4 separate regions of the Mus musculus genome follow, and all the other regions are linked to region 2. The links are chromatin contacts, called in public ChIA-PET and promoter capture Hi-C maps. All regions are on one chromosome and are shown on one strand. Each heading gives the region's core, a stretch centred on a gene start, on an enhancer-like site or on the middle of the called end of the contact. The rest is flanking DNA. Distances are from core to core; before and after follow the strand shown.

Region 1 (3,547 bases), core at 277-2,776, 570 kb before region 2:
GGATCTGAGTTCGAGGTCAGCCTGGTCTAAAAGCACGGTGAGTTCCAGAACAACCAGGACTATACTGAGATACCCTATCTCAAAAAAAAAAAAAGTTGTAGGTAAGAATCTTGAACTATTATTGTGTATATTGCTGGGTATATTGCTAGGATAAGGTCGGAGCTGGAGTTCCAAAGAGCATGTGTATTTGTGATCCAGTGTCAGACCAGTTGCACCAGCAGTGCCATTAACTCATTTAATTAGTAAGTTAAGAGTGCTGAGACTTGAATTTTGCCCATTTCATAGGTGACTGGTATTGTGTTATATAATGTGACTTTATAGTATTCTTTTAAAAAAGTTTTAAAATACAAACATGTAAAATTTACATGTAACGACTACCATGTTATCTTTTCTTTTTCTTTCTTTCTTTTTTTTTTCCAGAGACAGTTTCTCTGTGTAGCCCTGGCTGTTCTGGAACTCACTCTGTAGACCAGGCTGGTATCGAACTCAGAGATCCGCCTGCTTCTGCCTCCCGAGTTCTGGGATTAAAATTGTGTGCCACTATGCCCAGCCCATGTTATCTTTTTTATTTGGTGTTAGGGATCATACACTGTACCAGGGGCCGCAGGCCTGGACAATGTTCAAGTGTACAGTTAGTCAGTATTAAGCATAGTCACATGTTGGGCAGAAGAATTTCTCTGTTGAGTCCCAATATTTAGTGAGGCTGACTTAGTGTCAGGCCGGTCCGAGATGAATCAGCCCCTGTTCTCTGCCGCAACTCCCCGGCTGTAAACAGGGAGATTTAAACTGTCATCAGAGCTGAGTCTAAGGGTTATGGATAGAGGAATATAGAGAGATATAAGTGTGTGTGTGTGTGTGTGTGTGTGTGTGTGTGTGTGTGAGTGTGTGTGTGTGCACTCCAGAAGACTGCTAGGATCAGGTGACTGTAATGACCCGGAAGGCAGTTTTCAGGAGCAAAGGATCCTAGAGGTGGCGGCAATGCTCTGAAACTGAAGGTTACTTGCCAGCTGTGGCCAGGGGATTCTTGGCTTGAAGGGCCTCTCTGAGGATTTGGTCTTTCCAGGAGGTAAGTTCAGGACGCAAGAAAATCAAAGGTTAGGGTTGAAGCCTCCTGTTAGCACACAGCCTGTAATCCCAGTGAGGTAGGAGAGTCAGGAGTTCAAGGCCAACCCAAGCTTCCCATCTGGCTAATGCCCATTAAGATATTTAAAAAACAAGACAGAAGGCTAGTGGCGAGAGGCAGGAGGCAGTTCGTGGTAACTGAAGGTTCGAGGGACAGAACTGGAGATGACAGAGGGTGGTGGGAGATGTGGGTCTGATAAAGAGACCTAGGTTCTAAGGGCTGAGTTGAATCACAAGATGGAAGGAGGGATGGGAAAGCCAGTCTTCTTCCGAATGTGGTTCCCCAGAGCGGCAGGAGCAGGTCTCTCCTCTTTCGCCGGCGGGTCCCTAGGTCACTGCGGATCTCTAAGCCACACCCACGGACACCCAGGGGTAGGACAGCTGCCCTTTCCTTTCCCCTCTGGTGCTTTCTAGGATGGGGGTGTGAGTGGAAACCAGCGTCGCTATGGCAACCAGGCCGGGTGGTCGGGCCCTGGAGCCCTGGGAGCCAGCGAAGGCGAGAGGCGGGGCAGCGGGAGGCGCCAGGGCTGCGCGGCGGGGCGGGGGCCTGGGTCTCCCGGGAGGAGCTGGGGAACACCGGGCGCCTCTCGCGGAGGTGCACGCCAAGTTCTCGGGTGAGTGTGCACGCGTGTGAGCTGGCCCAAGGCTCACGGGCGGGCGTGAGCACGAGCACACGTGTCGAGTGTGCACTCGCGTGCGTTCTGGGGCCCGTGTCTGGCCCTCTGCGCCCCGCGCCCCTCCCGGCCGCCCGCAGCAGCTCCCGCCACTCCCGCCCCGCGCCGCTTCTCGCTCGGTCCTCGCCCGCCGCGCCGCAGTCGCCGCCGCCGCCCAGCCTGCGCCCACGGGCCGCCCGTGCCGGGCACCTGTTGGAGGCTCAGGGACAGGTGCGGGGGCTGGACTGGCCAGGGGAGCGCGGGTGAGGGTGAGAGGCGGAGAAAACGAGGCAGGGGGTCCCTACCTTGGGAGAACGGATGACCCGGGTTAGGGATAGGCAGGCAGGCAGGCAGGCAGGCAGAAGCTTGGGCTGAGTGAAGAGAAGCCTAGAGGGGTGGGTGACACCCTGGCCAGCCCCGCGCCTGGTGCAGAAGATGGCCAGAGCTTCAGAGCAAGCAGCAAAGGAGGGAAGCTGTGGGGTCCCTGGAGGACTTGAGGGGATGGGGACAGAGGGAGAGCCCAGGATGAGAGGAAAACCCTGGAAAGGTGACAGAGGGACAATGTGCAGGTAGTGAGCAGGGTTAAGGGGGAGTCACGACCTGTCTGCTTTAGGACTGATCTGGCAACCCACCCAGCCCTTTGTGAAGCCAGGCCTCCTGCCTGCCCACCAGCCAGCGCAGATCATCTTTTCCCTCGACACCCAGGAAGGGAGGGCAGTGAGGTTCCTACAGACCCCAGCCGGCCACTCCAGCTCTACACCCGTCTCCCAGTCAGAGGTGCTGCATGAGGGGCCGCAGGGGCGATCGCATGACCATCAACATCCAGGAGCACATGGCCATCAACGTGTGCCCTGGACCCATCAGGCCCATCCGCCAGATCTCCGACTACTTCCCTCGCAGGGGGCCAGGACCAGAGGGTGGCGGCGGCGGCGGTGGCACGGGCTGCGGGGAAGCCCCAGCTCATCTGGCCCCTCTGGCTCTGGCCCCCCCTGCGGCTCTCCTTGGGGCCACTACACCCGACGATGGAGCTGAGGTAGACAGCTACGACTCGGATGATACCAGTGAGTCTGGGGGCTCAGTGAGCTTGTGGGAGAGAGCAGCCTCCTGAATGTGTGCGTGGAGGATGGGGAGGAGGGAGGGCAGTCCCGCCACCACAGCTGCAGTCTGGGTGCAGATTACAGCTTCAGCAAGGCTCAATATTCAATATTTCTGCTGAGACACTCCACCACCCACACAGACAGTTGCGGCCGAGCCAGGGACCTAGACGCAGGCATGCACATGGCTGCTCAGCCTCCTGCACATACACTGGCAGGCCAGCAGAGATGTGGACACATCCTTTTAGCCACCAGGTCTCACACCTTGACCTGGACCAAAGACTCATACTACCTTCTCTCTCTCTCCTTGCCCTTTTTCTGCAGCCGCCCTGGGCACACTGGAATTTGACCTTCTCTATGATCAGGCTTCCTGCATGCTGCACTGTAGAATCCTCAGGGCCAAGGTGTGTATCCCTCCTTCCTAGGCTGTCACCCTTGGGGAGAGGTTCCATCTTCCCCCCAATCAGAGGTACTCCTTCCTGCTCCTTCTGCATCTCTGGAACTGTACTCTGTGGGGAATCTAGTCCTGCAGGAGGCGGGAGAAAGGCTTGGGGGTCTAAAGTCCCCTTTGCATCCTGTCCTCCAGGGCCTCAAGCCCATGGATTTCAATGGCCTGGCTGACCCCTATGTAAAGCTTCACCTCCTGCCAGGAGCCTGCAAGGTATGTCTCCTTCCAGG
Region 2 (3,917 bases), core at 936-3,435:
ACCAAATTAAAAAGCCCCATTTGTCCCGCCAGGGAAGTAGCTGTAATCCCTGCATTTGGAAAAGGTGAGGCTGGAAGATAGCCATAAGTTTGAGGCCAGCATGGCCTACATAGTGAGATCCTGTCTCAAAAACAGGATAGTAGGGTGTGATCGTTGCTCACCTTTAACCCTAGCACTTCAGAGGAAAGGCAGGTAGGTTTCTGTGGGTTTGGAGACAACCCGGTCTAAATGCTGAGTTCCAGGCCAGCCAGAGCTACCTGTCTTAAAAATGAAAACAATCAACACAACAAAAATAAAACAAACCCGGGGCTGGGATGGCTCAGTGGTTAGGAGCACTTGCTGTCCTTCCACAGGGCCTGAGTTTACTTCCCCAAACCCACATGGGGCAGCTTACAACCACTGTAACTTCAGCATCAGGGACGCTCATGACTCCGGTCTCCCTGGGCAGCTGCACTTATGGAGACCCATACACTGACACAGAATGAAAAATAATAAAGATAAATCTTAGGAAAAAAGTTTCAGTAAAACCTAACACGTCTGCACTGACCACTCTAGCTGTTACCCAGGCAGCACCAAAGCATAGCCCGGTGGCTAACACGGAGTTGTTGAAAGTCAGTTAAAATCCCCTTCCTCCTGTGTCAAATGGGAAAAAGTAACGGTCCCCTGACTTCCAGGATTGTTGGATTAAATACATACATGCTTATTGGTCACTTAGTAAATGCTCAATAAACAGTATTTACTGGTGTATTTTGTAGTTGGTTTTGGTGCAGCGGTTCTTTGATAGATGAGGCACCATATTTGCTTCAGGGTTCTTCCACTCAGGGTAGAGATGGGAGACGAGCCAAGCTGTCATTATCCAGGCAGACACTTTTCTTGTGTACCACTTTGCCTTGTTCAAGAACTATGATAGGCAGACAAGTTCTATTTTTAGGGGCATTTTAGGGATTTTTGGAGGGTAGGGGTGGTGAGCTGAGACAAGGTCTCACAGTATGTTGTCTCAATTGGCCTCAAATCCCCCTGCCTCTGTCCCCCCGGGGTACTGAGATTAAAGGTGTGTGCCACAATGACCAGCCTTAGTTAGTTTTAAAAAGGGGAAATGAGTGTTATTTTAACAAACATCTGGAAACATAAACATTCTTTGAGTTCTAGATTCTCCTACTCTGTTTTTTTTTTTAAGATGTATTTATTTGTTTTTATATACATTGGTGTTTTGCCTACATTTGGTTCTGTGTGAGGGTGTCAGGTCCCCTGGAACTGGAGTTACAGACAGCTGTAAGCTGCCGTGTGGGTGCTGGGAATTGAACGCTGGTACTTAGGAAGAACAGTAGGTGCTCTTGACTCATGGGCCATCTCTCCAGCCCCCCTACTGTTTTTAATAGGACAGCTCTCCTGAATTTCCAAAACTCTGGAGTAGATAGGCTTTCTTTTCTTTAGTATCTGAACATGTAGGCTCTAATCTGTAGGGATGCTGGAATGGGGAATCTGAAAGAAAGGTTTACTAGAGAAGAAACCCCCGGACAAACAAGGTTTCAGGAGGACTTGGGACAATCCCTCACCTCTCGGAGCTCCTCCCAGGCTTTCCCCCTCCTCAGGATCCTGGGCGGCGGGGCTCCAAGCCTCACTCCCCTGTTCCATCCAAGAGATGAGGGCTGGTTTGGGGCCCGGGAACCCTGAGAGAGAACAGGGGTCACAGTGCTGGCCTGAGAGGCTGGCCGGGGCAGATAGCATCCCACTAGGGTGAGGGCACCTCCTCGGAACTTATGCACACATTAACCTGGACAGGGTTTGCGATGCTCTTGCCTGAATGGAGACTCCCGAGGAAGCCCTGAGAATGGAAGGTGACTGATGCTGCTGGTGGAAAAGTGCGGGATGAGGGCTCATAATCCACTTGATCGGTCTACTGCAACTCCCCGGTGAACCCCCAGGAGGATGGGGGCGGGGCTCTGACTCGGGGCCTCACCGAGCGCGCCCAGGAGGCCGTAGGTCTCGCGCATCACCTCCCGATACAGGGTTCTCTGCGCGGGCCGCAGACACCCCCACTCCTGCGGGGAGAAGTACACGGCCACGTCCGCGAAGCTCACAAGCTCAGGCTTCCTGAAACCGGGCCAGATCTCCCCAGGCATCGGAACCAGCAGTGAGGCCGGGGGTGGCGCCATCGGGGATCCTGCCCAGGCAGCGGCTTGGCTGCCCTAGCCTTCCGCTTCCGGCCTCCGCAACCGCGGGAAACCACGCCCTTGGCACGCCCCTTGGTCACAGTTGCTAGCAACGCGTGCGGAACGAACGCGGCAGCCTTACTGGCCGCAAGGGAATGCAGAGCAATAGTGTTTACTCCACAGCTGCTCACACAAAGACACGAAGGTGTGAAGGGAACCGAAAGATGTCTTCAGAAAACATGGAGACCGCCTAGCTTCAGTTGTCATTGACGGCACTGAGGTGCCCTTTCTGCAGCTTAACAAACTTCGGACTTCCACTGCCCGCGGCGCCCCATTTGCCCTTAAATACAATGACCGCTTCAGGAATGTTGGTGTTCGTTTCTATGTGTAGGAAAGAGAGACCTTCAAAAAATACCCGCTACCTGCTGCCTCATGGACCTCTGTGCGCAATTACAACGGCTGATGATTGGCTGTAACGGCAAGGAGCAGCAGTGTTGCAATTGGCTTCGGAATGGCGGGACATCTGAAACTGTTCTGAGGACCTGGGCATCCCTGGTGCCTGAGATAGTGTCTCCCCAGTCTCCCAGTGTGCGTCCTGCTGATGTAACTGGAATCTGATGGTTAGCCTCTAGAACCTGGCAAAGCCTGAGTATTGCATTTCAGAAACTCAGTTCGTGTCTTCAGAGAAGTTGACAGAATACTTGAACCGGTGGTTCTGCTCGCTTAGTCTGTATATTTAAGTTACAGGCTAAGGGGTGTGCTTAGTGTGTTTCTGCTCGGATGAAAGCATATTCTGGGACGTGGAAGCCCAGGAACCACACAGCCCAGAGGTGGGACAGTCTCCTAAGGGAAGGGTATTCTGAGACATGGGGGCTCAGGAACCACAAGCTGGAGGGTCCAATGTGTGGAGGGATGAATCCAGAGAAAGCTGCCCTCTGCTCCTTGGAGCAGACAATAGGGAAGTGAACAGAGGGCAGACCTTATATAGGACTTCTTAGGGGGTAGAGCTTTTCAGGGCAGAGAGTAAAGATTGGTGGGATTTCAAATCCTGATCTTGGGGAGCTCAGGGCTTGGTGTTTTTTTTTGTTTTGTTTTGTTTTGTTTTGTTTTTCCCTGTTCAAGTGTTGGTGGGTTTTCATGCTCAGAGAGAAGTGGGGTTTTGTTGTTGTTGTTGTTGTTGTTGTTTTTCCTACTCAGGGATTGGTGGCTTTTTTCCACCACCCCCTTTTCCTGCATTGGGCCCATGGCTACAGATGGCTTTGATTGAGGTAGCATCTCTGTGGAGCTGTGTGGGGAGGCTAGAGAGGGGGTGGACAGCTCCTGCAGTGGTGTTCAATTCACCAAGGCTGTAGGCTGAGGCAGGAAAGGTGTCACCCACCGCTCCTGTGGGACAACTCCTGCTGAGATGGGAAAAGAGATGTGCCACCGTGGACAGCTTCCATGAAGGCTGCAGGCTGAGAAGGTAGAGAGGTGTGGCCTTTCTGACATGAGCCACCATTTTGACAGCTCCTGTCGGATCATTTTACAGCAGCCGTAGGGTGGAGGGAGAAGGAGGGGTCAGCCACAGCTTTGACGGATTTTGAGGTTGGAACTGGAATGAGAGAAAGTTTTAAATTGCATTGTAATTTTTTGCCAAGTTTATTAATATGTAGGTGGAGCCAGCAGTGGAGGGCTTGTGTAAGCCCAGCACTCAGAAGACCCAGGTGGGAAGAGTTGTAGGCCAGTCTGGGTTACAGAATGAGGCTGGGTCAGAAAGAAAATATA
Region 3 (3,586 bases), core at 1,048-3,547, 540 kb before region 2:
CCCGCTACAGGAGATCTCACTCATACTCAGAGCACTTTGTAGACACCAAACAAATGGCTTTTCCTTCTCTGATTCCAGAGTTGCCAGAGGCTTTACTCCTGGGAGCGAGGGGGCACAGAGAGGGGCTCATTCTAACTCAACAGCTAAGAAAAGGCTAAAGCCATCACTTTTTAGAAGAGAGAACTATCTCTGGAACACGGGCCAAAGTGTGGGATCAGAGTAAAAATGAAGGTCACGTTAGAAAAACACCCATGAGGAAGAGCACAAAGCAGAGCTTCCTCTCAGGAAAAGCTCCTTCTGGAGAGGAAGATCATTACACCCCCAATTTCTAAACCTCACCCTGATACATTCCCCCGCGGGTCCCTCATCAAGCCCAGGCTCAGAAGAAGTGGGTATCCAGTCAGGGACAAGACTTGAGTTAAAATCCTGAATCTGTCACTCAGTGACCTTGAACAACTTTGCTGAGCATCAATGTTTTCAACTGTAAAATGGGAAGACAATAATAAGAGTTCCCACAGGTTGAGTAGGAGTATGTAGTATGGAAAAAAATGTATGCAAAAGCGCTCTGTAAAGGATAGGTCACTTGACAAATATATGAGATTATTTACACCATCTCAGCAAGAGACAGGGCTGGAGGAAATATTACCCCCTCACACACACACACACACACACACACACCTTTGCAAGGACAAAAACTCCAACTAAACCAAGCCAGAAAAAAATATAAGTTCCCAGTGTGGTGGCTTGCACCTGTAGTCAAAACTGTAAAGAGGTTAAAGACTGGACTCCAGGGCCAGATCGACCACCCAGGGCTACAGAAAGGCTGTCTCAATCTAAATAAATAAATAAGCCAGTCCACCTACATGGGAATCAACACCCTAGAGCAGTCTTGGGGAAAAAAAAAAAAAAAGAGTATAATAAAATCATGAAGAGGTGGTTGTGAGGGCAAAATTAATAAAGACTAGAAAGGTGGAAAGCCATTTGATTGGCTAAGCATCCTAGGGCGTGACCCTTGGTGACAAGACAGGCCCTGTCACCTGAGAGTACCCCTTCAACCAGACACAATGAAGGCAAGAGAAAGGGAGAAGAGGTAGCAACAGAAGCAGACTGGGCTGGCCAGAGACTGACCATGGGCCCAACAGGAATCCCTATCCTGAGGAGAGGGCCTACCCAGCCCCAGCTTCTCGGCATGGAGCTGACCAGAGGGGCTCATGCCCATACACCCATGTCTCTCACCTGGTAGGGGTCACTATGGTGCCCCAGCGCCTCCGCTTCCGCCTGGGGTACTCCAGTTGCTCTGACAAGCAGGGAGAGGGGCAAGGAGACCTTCCCCCTCGCCACCTCTTCCTCAGCTTTCGCCCTTCCTGAGGGGCGGGCCCGGGAAGCCTCCCCTGGAGGGGAGGGGGTGACAACCTGATCTGACCTCGCGGTCCAGTCCTCCCCCAACTCGAGGGCGACAGTTGCTGAATCCCGGATTTCCGATTGTGGGGTCTGAGCCCCGTATATTTGCAAGGGCTAAAAATGAGTCCGATATCTGATCGCTTGGAGGATGAACCCCGGATATTGGTGCACACAGGGTCCTGAATCCCAGGTATTTTAAATTCTATAAAACAGAGACCCAGGTTTGTAAAGGTTGGGACTTTGGGTCCCAGATATCTGATATACGAGGGTTTGATACCTGGGTATCTGAGAAACAAGGGACCAAGCCCCAAAATTTGGGACCCAGGGGCCTGAGCCCCAGGTCTTCGGCCACGACAAGGGGCCCACCCCGAGGACGCCCGGCTGCACGGCCCCTCTAAGGCTGGGGTCCGAGAGTGACAGCCCCTACTCCAGCCCTGGCCTACTCCCTTTCCCGTCCTCTCTCTCCGGAACAGCTGAAGGACTGTAGCGGAGGCGCTGCTGATGGTCCCTGTGCCTCACTCCCTTTCCTTTTCGTCTCAGCTTCTCACCGCACCACAGCCCTGCTCTCGTCCCGGCCTCCCTCTCTCTCCCTCTCTCTCTTCCTCCCAATTCCAAGATGGAGACCGGGCGGGAGCGCGCAGGCGCGGTATGCACGCCGGGCCAAAGGGGTGGGGCCCCAAAGGAAATAGCCCCGCCCCTCGCCAGTAGCCGCCGCGGCCCAGACGACAAGCTGCCTTCGAGCCCAAGTGCGCGCGCGCCCCGCCACGCGGATCCTTGGTGGGAAGAGGAGAGGAGAAAGGCTTGGCTTGCTTGGGGTGGAGCCCAAGCGCGCGGTCCAAGGACTGCTGGTGGAGAGAGCTGTGGCGCATGCGCCCGCCACGCTTTCGCGCTGCGACTGAGCCTGTTGCTAGGGGAAGCTCTGAGGGGGTGCTCTAGGAAGGAAAGCTGTGGTCTGCGCCTGCGTGCAGGGTAAAGGCTGAAAGGAGTAAAGCAAGGCTGCTGGCAGCTGGGCGCCGGAAAGGCGGGAAACCGGACCATTATTATGTTCACAAGTATCTAAACTAAACCTGAGCTCCCAAGTGCGAGAACGATGTGCCAAAGTTCGGAAAACCCAATGGGTCAAATCCCTACTGGAAAATTGAGGTCCAGTAGGATTGTATAACTTGCCAAAACGCATTAAGCATTTCATACACAGAACATCAATTTAAGTTCATGGAAGAAAACAAATGACAAAGTAGCACAGTTGTGTTCACAGTGTGTCTAAAGAGTATATAGTGCTAGATTAATGCTTACAATTCCAGCACTCAGCAAGCTGAGGCTGAGGCAGGAGGATACCAGTTCTGCAGGGTATGTAACCTAATGGAGTTCCAGTATCAAAAACAAAAAACAAACAGACACACAAACAAACAAAGAACAAAAAACCACAAATATTTTCCAAAGCAAATCCACCAACACGGCCACAGTTTTAAGTGACCTATGCCAACTTGTATTTCAAACTAAGGTCAACAAGGGTAACAAGACGCTAATCATCAGGAAACTAGAGAGGGTGACATCCAAAGATTTTGAGTTCCAGGCCAGGGGGCCCAGGCTTTTCATCCCAGCAACTTGAGAGGTAGAGGCAGGCAGATCTCTGAATTTGAAGCCAGCTAGGGCTCTATAGTGAGACGTGACAAAACAAGGCTGGGGAGCCTGTTCAGTGGTAGAGTGCTTGCCTGCCTAGTGTAGGCGAGGCTCTACATTCAACCCACAGTGCCACAAAATTGGACAGGAGCAAAATGACTAAGTATGTGCTTGCTGAGAAAAGGCTGGTAACCTGTGTTCTATCCCCTGAACCCATGCAAGGGTTGAGGAAGAGAGCACAACTGCTCTGGGACCCCCATGCACGGGCCATGGCATGAGCACACCCAATAAGAAAGAAAAGCCCCCATGGAGTGGTGGCATGTGCCTTTCATCCCAGCACTTAGGAGGCAAAGGCAGGAGGATCTCTGAGTTCTAGGCCAGCTTGGTCTGCAAAGTAAGTTCCAGAACAGCCAGGGATACATAGAGAAACTGTCTCGAAAAACAAAACAAAAAAATTCTTTTACGTCAACAAGGAAAAGTCCCCAGTATTTACTTTAATCCAATCCCCAGTAAGTACCTTACACAATAGTAGTCAAAAGCCATTTATTTTCCCACAGTCTAGTTC
Region 4 (3,764 bases), core at 412-2,911, 830 kb before region 2:
ATAACTGCATGTGTGTGCCCTAGCCCTTGAGACTGGGTAAAGTGACTAGCCACGGTTAGTCAGTGAGAGGTCAGGGAGGCAGGGTTGGACTCCAGATCCACCCAAACACAGGCCAGTACTCTATCCCCAGGGAACTCAGAGGAAGAACCCACCTGCTCCAGAGGTGGCAACACTGTGTTCTGCCAAGGATTCCTTGGGTTCACCCAGACAGCCCTGAGGCTTTAAACAGACCTAGGGCCCTAGGGAAGACCTGGCAAAGCCAGTGGTTCTATTCTAGGGACTCATATGGAAAATATGCCACTGTGCACTGAGCCCTTCTAGGGTAAATTAGCAGTATGGTCCTGGAAGGGACATGTGGTGGGGATGGCACTGATGGAGGGGGAGGCTAGTGTCTTCATCCTGCCTTGAGCAGGTCACCTCTTATTTTTGTGTCCCAGGCTCCCAGCTGTGGAGTGAGAGTCATGCTATCTGACTTTTCAGGGGACTTCAAGCCCTGCAATTTGTAGTAAGAGGGAGCAGGGCTGTGAAGTGGGAGCTCTGGGAAGAAGGCAATCTTCAGTGGTTTCTCTCTCAAGCGGGAGTTACACAATTCTCCCCGAAACCCAAACCAAAACTATCCCCAAGTCTCTCCCCACCCTTGCTCCTCTCCAGGTCCCTTCTATCCATTCATAATCTATAAACCTCCCTAAAGTGCCCTCAGCAGTAGTTAATGAAAGCTTGGGGGCGTGGGGGACGACATCTATTTTCCCCATGTACTTTCAGAAGTGGGCAGTGATTGAGATCTCTGGCATTCAGGTTTCTTGGCTTGAGAACCATTCTGACTCCCTAATATCCTGGAGACTAAATAGAATTCTTCCTAGCTCTAGGATGGGGAGAAGGCATGAACCCTTAGGCCTTGGTAAATATTACATCCCAGACTAAGGTGTGCCAGCTCATACCCACTTACCACCTCTCAAAATTCTAGACACCCCAAGACCCCTTTGTAGAGAATCCCGCCCTCATGCTCCAGCCCTTGAGCCTACCCAGCCTACAACTTGCCCCTCTTCCTACAACTCTGTTCCGAGTCCTTCAGCTCCCAGCTGCAGACTGGGCAACCTTCTAAGTTCCAGACCTTGGGTAAGTTAGAGACCTTTACCCAGAGAGGTTGCCCCCTTGGTCCCAGTCACCGCTCTTACCAGCTCCCCTGTGCCGTTCCTCTGACTGTCCTCGGTTCTCAGCCTCTTCCCTCTACACTCTTCATTTGTCTGTTTAGTCCTGCTCCTGGCCAGGTTGCCTGTCCAGTCCTCCTGACACATCCCAGACACTGCTATCACTTACCCAGCCAACCATAATTCCACTGCTCTAACCCCTGCCCACTTACACTAGTCTCATTCCCGTGGTCAGCTAGCCATGCCTGTCTACGTGGCCAACGTGTTGCCCCTCAACTTTCTGCCCCAACCCTACCTGTCAAACTTTCCCAACCTCTCCTGGGCTCCACCAAACCTCCCAGCCCTCAGCCCAGTCGCCGCTTCCAACTCACGCCAGCCAAGGTCTCCTGTCACCTGGCCCATGTCAGGGCCCAGCCTCTGTGTGCAGCCATCTCCTGGGTAGGGGGGTCTTATACTGGGGGCTGCGCCCAGTTTCACTTTCTGTCCTACTTGTACTTTCAGCTTTGTGTTCACTAAGTCTTCCCTGGCTAAAATGGGGAAACGTAATTTCCCTTCCCAGAGGGGGAAGCATGGGGGTGGCAGGAAGCTGGGGTTTCAGCCCATCTGAGCTCCAGACCCAGGTCCAGCCCTTCCCTCCCCTCCCCACCCCTGAGACTCTGGCCACTCACACAGCACTGTCCACTGGTGGGACTCAAAAGACCCGACCTCCTTGTGCTTCTCCACAGTCACGAGCATCCAAGGGCCATGGCAGTCCATTGTCCAGTGAATGACAGATGGCCAGGTAAGGGAATTACCCGTAAGAGGGGACTCAGTGGAGGTGACTCATCCATACCCTCATTTGGTTTACCAGATGGCTGAAGAGTGTGCGGGAAGTTGTAGTTCCATGGTGCTGGATGAGTCTGTGGTGGGGGTGGGGTGGGGCAGGAACTGGTTTGTTGCATTGAGAGCTGTCATTCAGGTGTCTGTAAGTAAGTATCATGGATGAAGGAGACCCATCTCAAGGCCACGGTTTCATGATCAGCCTCATTCAGACAATGGCTCCGTCTATGAACAGAGTCACATAGGATTAGGGGTCAGTCCATATGAAAGAGTCAGAACTTGATCTAAGGTTAAACTCCACGGCTAGCCTGAGGCCAGTGTATGTGGTCTCTCCGTGTTTGGGGCCAGAACTATCAATGAACCTTCTGCTGTGGCTGGTCAGGGTTAGGCTTAGAGCTTCATCAGGGACAGAGCTGTGCAGTCTCTGACTGAAGCTGTGATTCAGGTAAGGTGAAGGCTTACACTAGGGTAAGCACTCAACCAAGGAGAATTGAGGTTCAGCCTGTGGCCAGCTTGGGGTTGCATGAGGTCAGGTCAAGGCTCAGCCAAAACCTGCAGTAATCCCAGCGCTTCAGCACCATGAAGATCACAGAAACCTATGATCTTCTCAGGGCTGGGGCCTGACTATAGCATTCCTTCCATCACAACCTGCTCTCAGCCACACCCTTGGTTTCCCATCTTCGGAGAGAGCATGGGGGTTTCTTGCTCTTCCCCAAAGTCCTGCTTTCCTTTTGGGACTTGTGGGGTTTCCCTACTGGGTTCTTGCTGTGAGATAGAAACTAAGGGGGTTTCCCCTTCGGGTATTGCACCTCTTCATCCCTGCCTAGGAACTGCCCATCTAAGGATTCTTGAGCCACAGTGCCAGGGAAATAGCAAGTCCTGGAAGCTATTAGAGAGCTTCAGGGAAGGAGAGGGAAGCTGGAGCAGAACGCCCTGGTCCATGCAGGCGTTTGCTGCATCAGTCCCAGGAGCAGCAGCTCCTCCACCCACTGCCAATAAGCATGCGTGTGTGCATGTGCATGTGCGTGTGCGTGTGTGTGTGTGTGTGTGTGTGTGTGTGTGTGTGGTGAGGATAAGCACACTGGTCAGCCTACTCTTCTGCACACCACCCCTCTCCTCACCACAAAGCACTCAATCCTTGGTACTCCCTCAGTTCTGTCCACTGTCCTCCCACTGTCTGTCCCTCTGCAAACGAACAGCCTTCTGGGCCCCTGGCCTCCCCTCCCAGTTCCTCTGGCCTTCAGCACTTCTCTTAACCTTTAGTTGGAGGCACCCTCATATGTCCGGGCTCAGAAACTGCAGTGCTGTTTGAAGTGTTGTGCAAGCAGCTCCACCTATGAGCAGCCGAGCCCTATACCAGTTCCCTCTGCTGTCGGTTTCTCTGGGGGATGGCTCATCCCCTCCTCACACAAGTCTTATCTCTATTGGATCCTTCGAAGTTCTTATAGCTTGCTCACTCTGCTCCTGTGCACACGCTTCCAACACATTAGTCTTCTGTTGCTTTTAGAACACCAGGTCCTCGGGCCTTTACCCTGGCTGTTCCTTCTTCCCTTCTTCAGATGCTGAAGAGTTTACTCTTCAAAAGATCCCTGCCTTCTGCCTCACCTCAGATGGCTCACCCAATACAGTACCCCCTCAGGTGGGAGCTACACCATGCCCCTTGAAACCCAACCAAAAGCACCCACTTATCTCTGCAGATTCTATCCTTTTCCTGATTAGTGTGTGTGTGTGTGTGTAATTCAGAGGACAATTTTGTGGCATCAGTTATCTTTTTCCACCTTTATGAGAGTCTCAGGG

Evidence for each region. Promoter capture Hi-C pulls out the DNA fragments that hold promoters and counts their contacts. ChIA-PET counts read pairs in DNA pulled down with a chosen protein or histone mark.
Region 1: a contact with region 2 is called in a promoter capture Hi-C map of liver, with 4 times the contacts expected there. The contact joins the promoter of Doc2a here to the promoter of Zfp688 in region 2. A contact is called at or near these places in 3 of 39 promoter capture datasets (hippocampal neurons, liver and pre-B cells), 1 of 115 datasets of contacts at active chromatin or transcription factors (pro-B cells) and 1 of 9 other capture datasets (liver).
Region 3: an RNA polymerase II ChIA-PET map of memory CD8 T cells shows a contact between it and region 2, with 24 read pairs. The contact joins the promoter of Taok2 here to the promoter of Zfp688 in region 2. A contact is called at or near these places in 3 of 39 promoter capture datasets (hippocampal neurons, liver and pre-B cells), 1 of 115 datasets of contacts at active chromatin or transcription factors (memory CD8 T cells) and 2 of 9 other capture datasets (adipose tissue and liver).
Region 4: a contact with region 2 is called in a promoter capture Hi-C map of neutrophils, with 6 times the contacts expected there. The contact joins the promoter of Il27 here to the promoter of Zfp688 in region 2. A contact is called at or near these places in 3 of 39 promoter capture datasets (liver, neutrophils and pre-B cells) and 1 of 9 other capture datasets (liver).

What each region holds. Positions count from the first base shown.
Region 1 is chr7:126,846,027-126,849,573 of GRCm38.p6, forward strand. It overlaps Doc2a (double C2, alpha), which reads left to right and starts at 1,527. Exons shown (of 11, transcript NM_010069.1): 1 at 1,527-2,006; 2 at 2,389-2,836; 3 at 3,194-3,273; 4 at 3,456-3,530. The coding sequence starts at 2,560.
Region 2 is chr7:127,419,849-127,423,765 of GRCm38.p6, forward strand. Zfp688 (zinc finger protein 688) reads right to left here and starts at 2,186. Exons shown (of 3, transcript NM_026999.4): 1 at 1,961-2,186; 2 at 1,557-1,670. The coding sequence starts at 2,156.
Region 3 is chr7:126,882,670-126,886,255 of GRCm38.p6, forward strand. Taok2 (TAO kinase 2) reads right to left here and starts at 2,298. Exons shown (of 16, transcript NM_001163775.2): 1 at 1,237-2,298. It overlaps Tmem219 (transmembrane protein 219), which reads right to left. Exons shown (of 6, transcript NM_026827.1): 6 at 3,550-3,586.
Region 4 is chr7:126,593,361-126,597,124 of GRCm38.p6, forward strand. Il27 (interleukin 27) reads right to left here and starts at 1,662. Exons shown (of 5, transcript NM_145636.2): 1 at 1,520-1,662. The coding sequence starts at 1,550.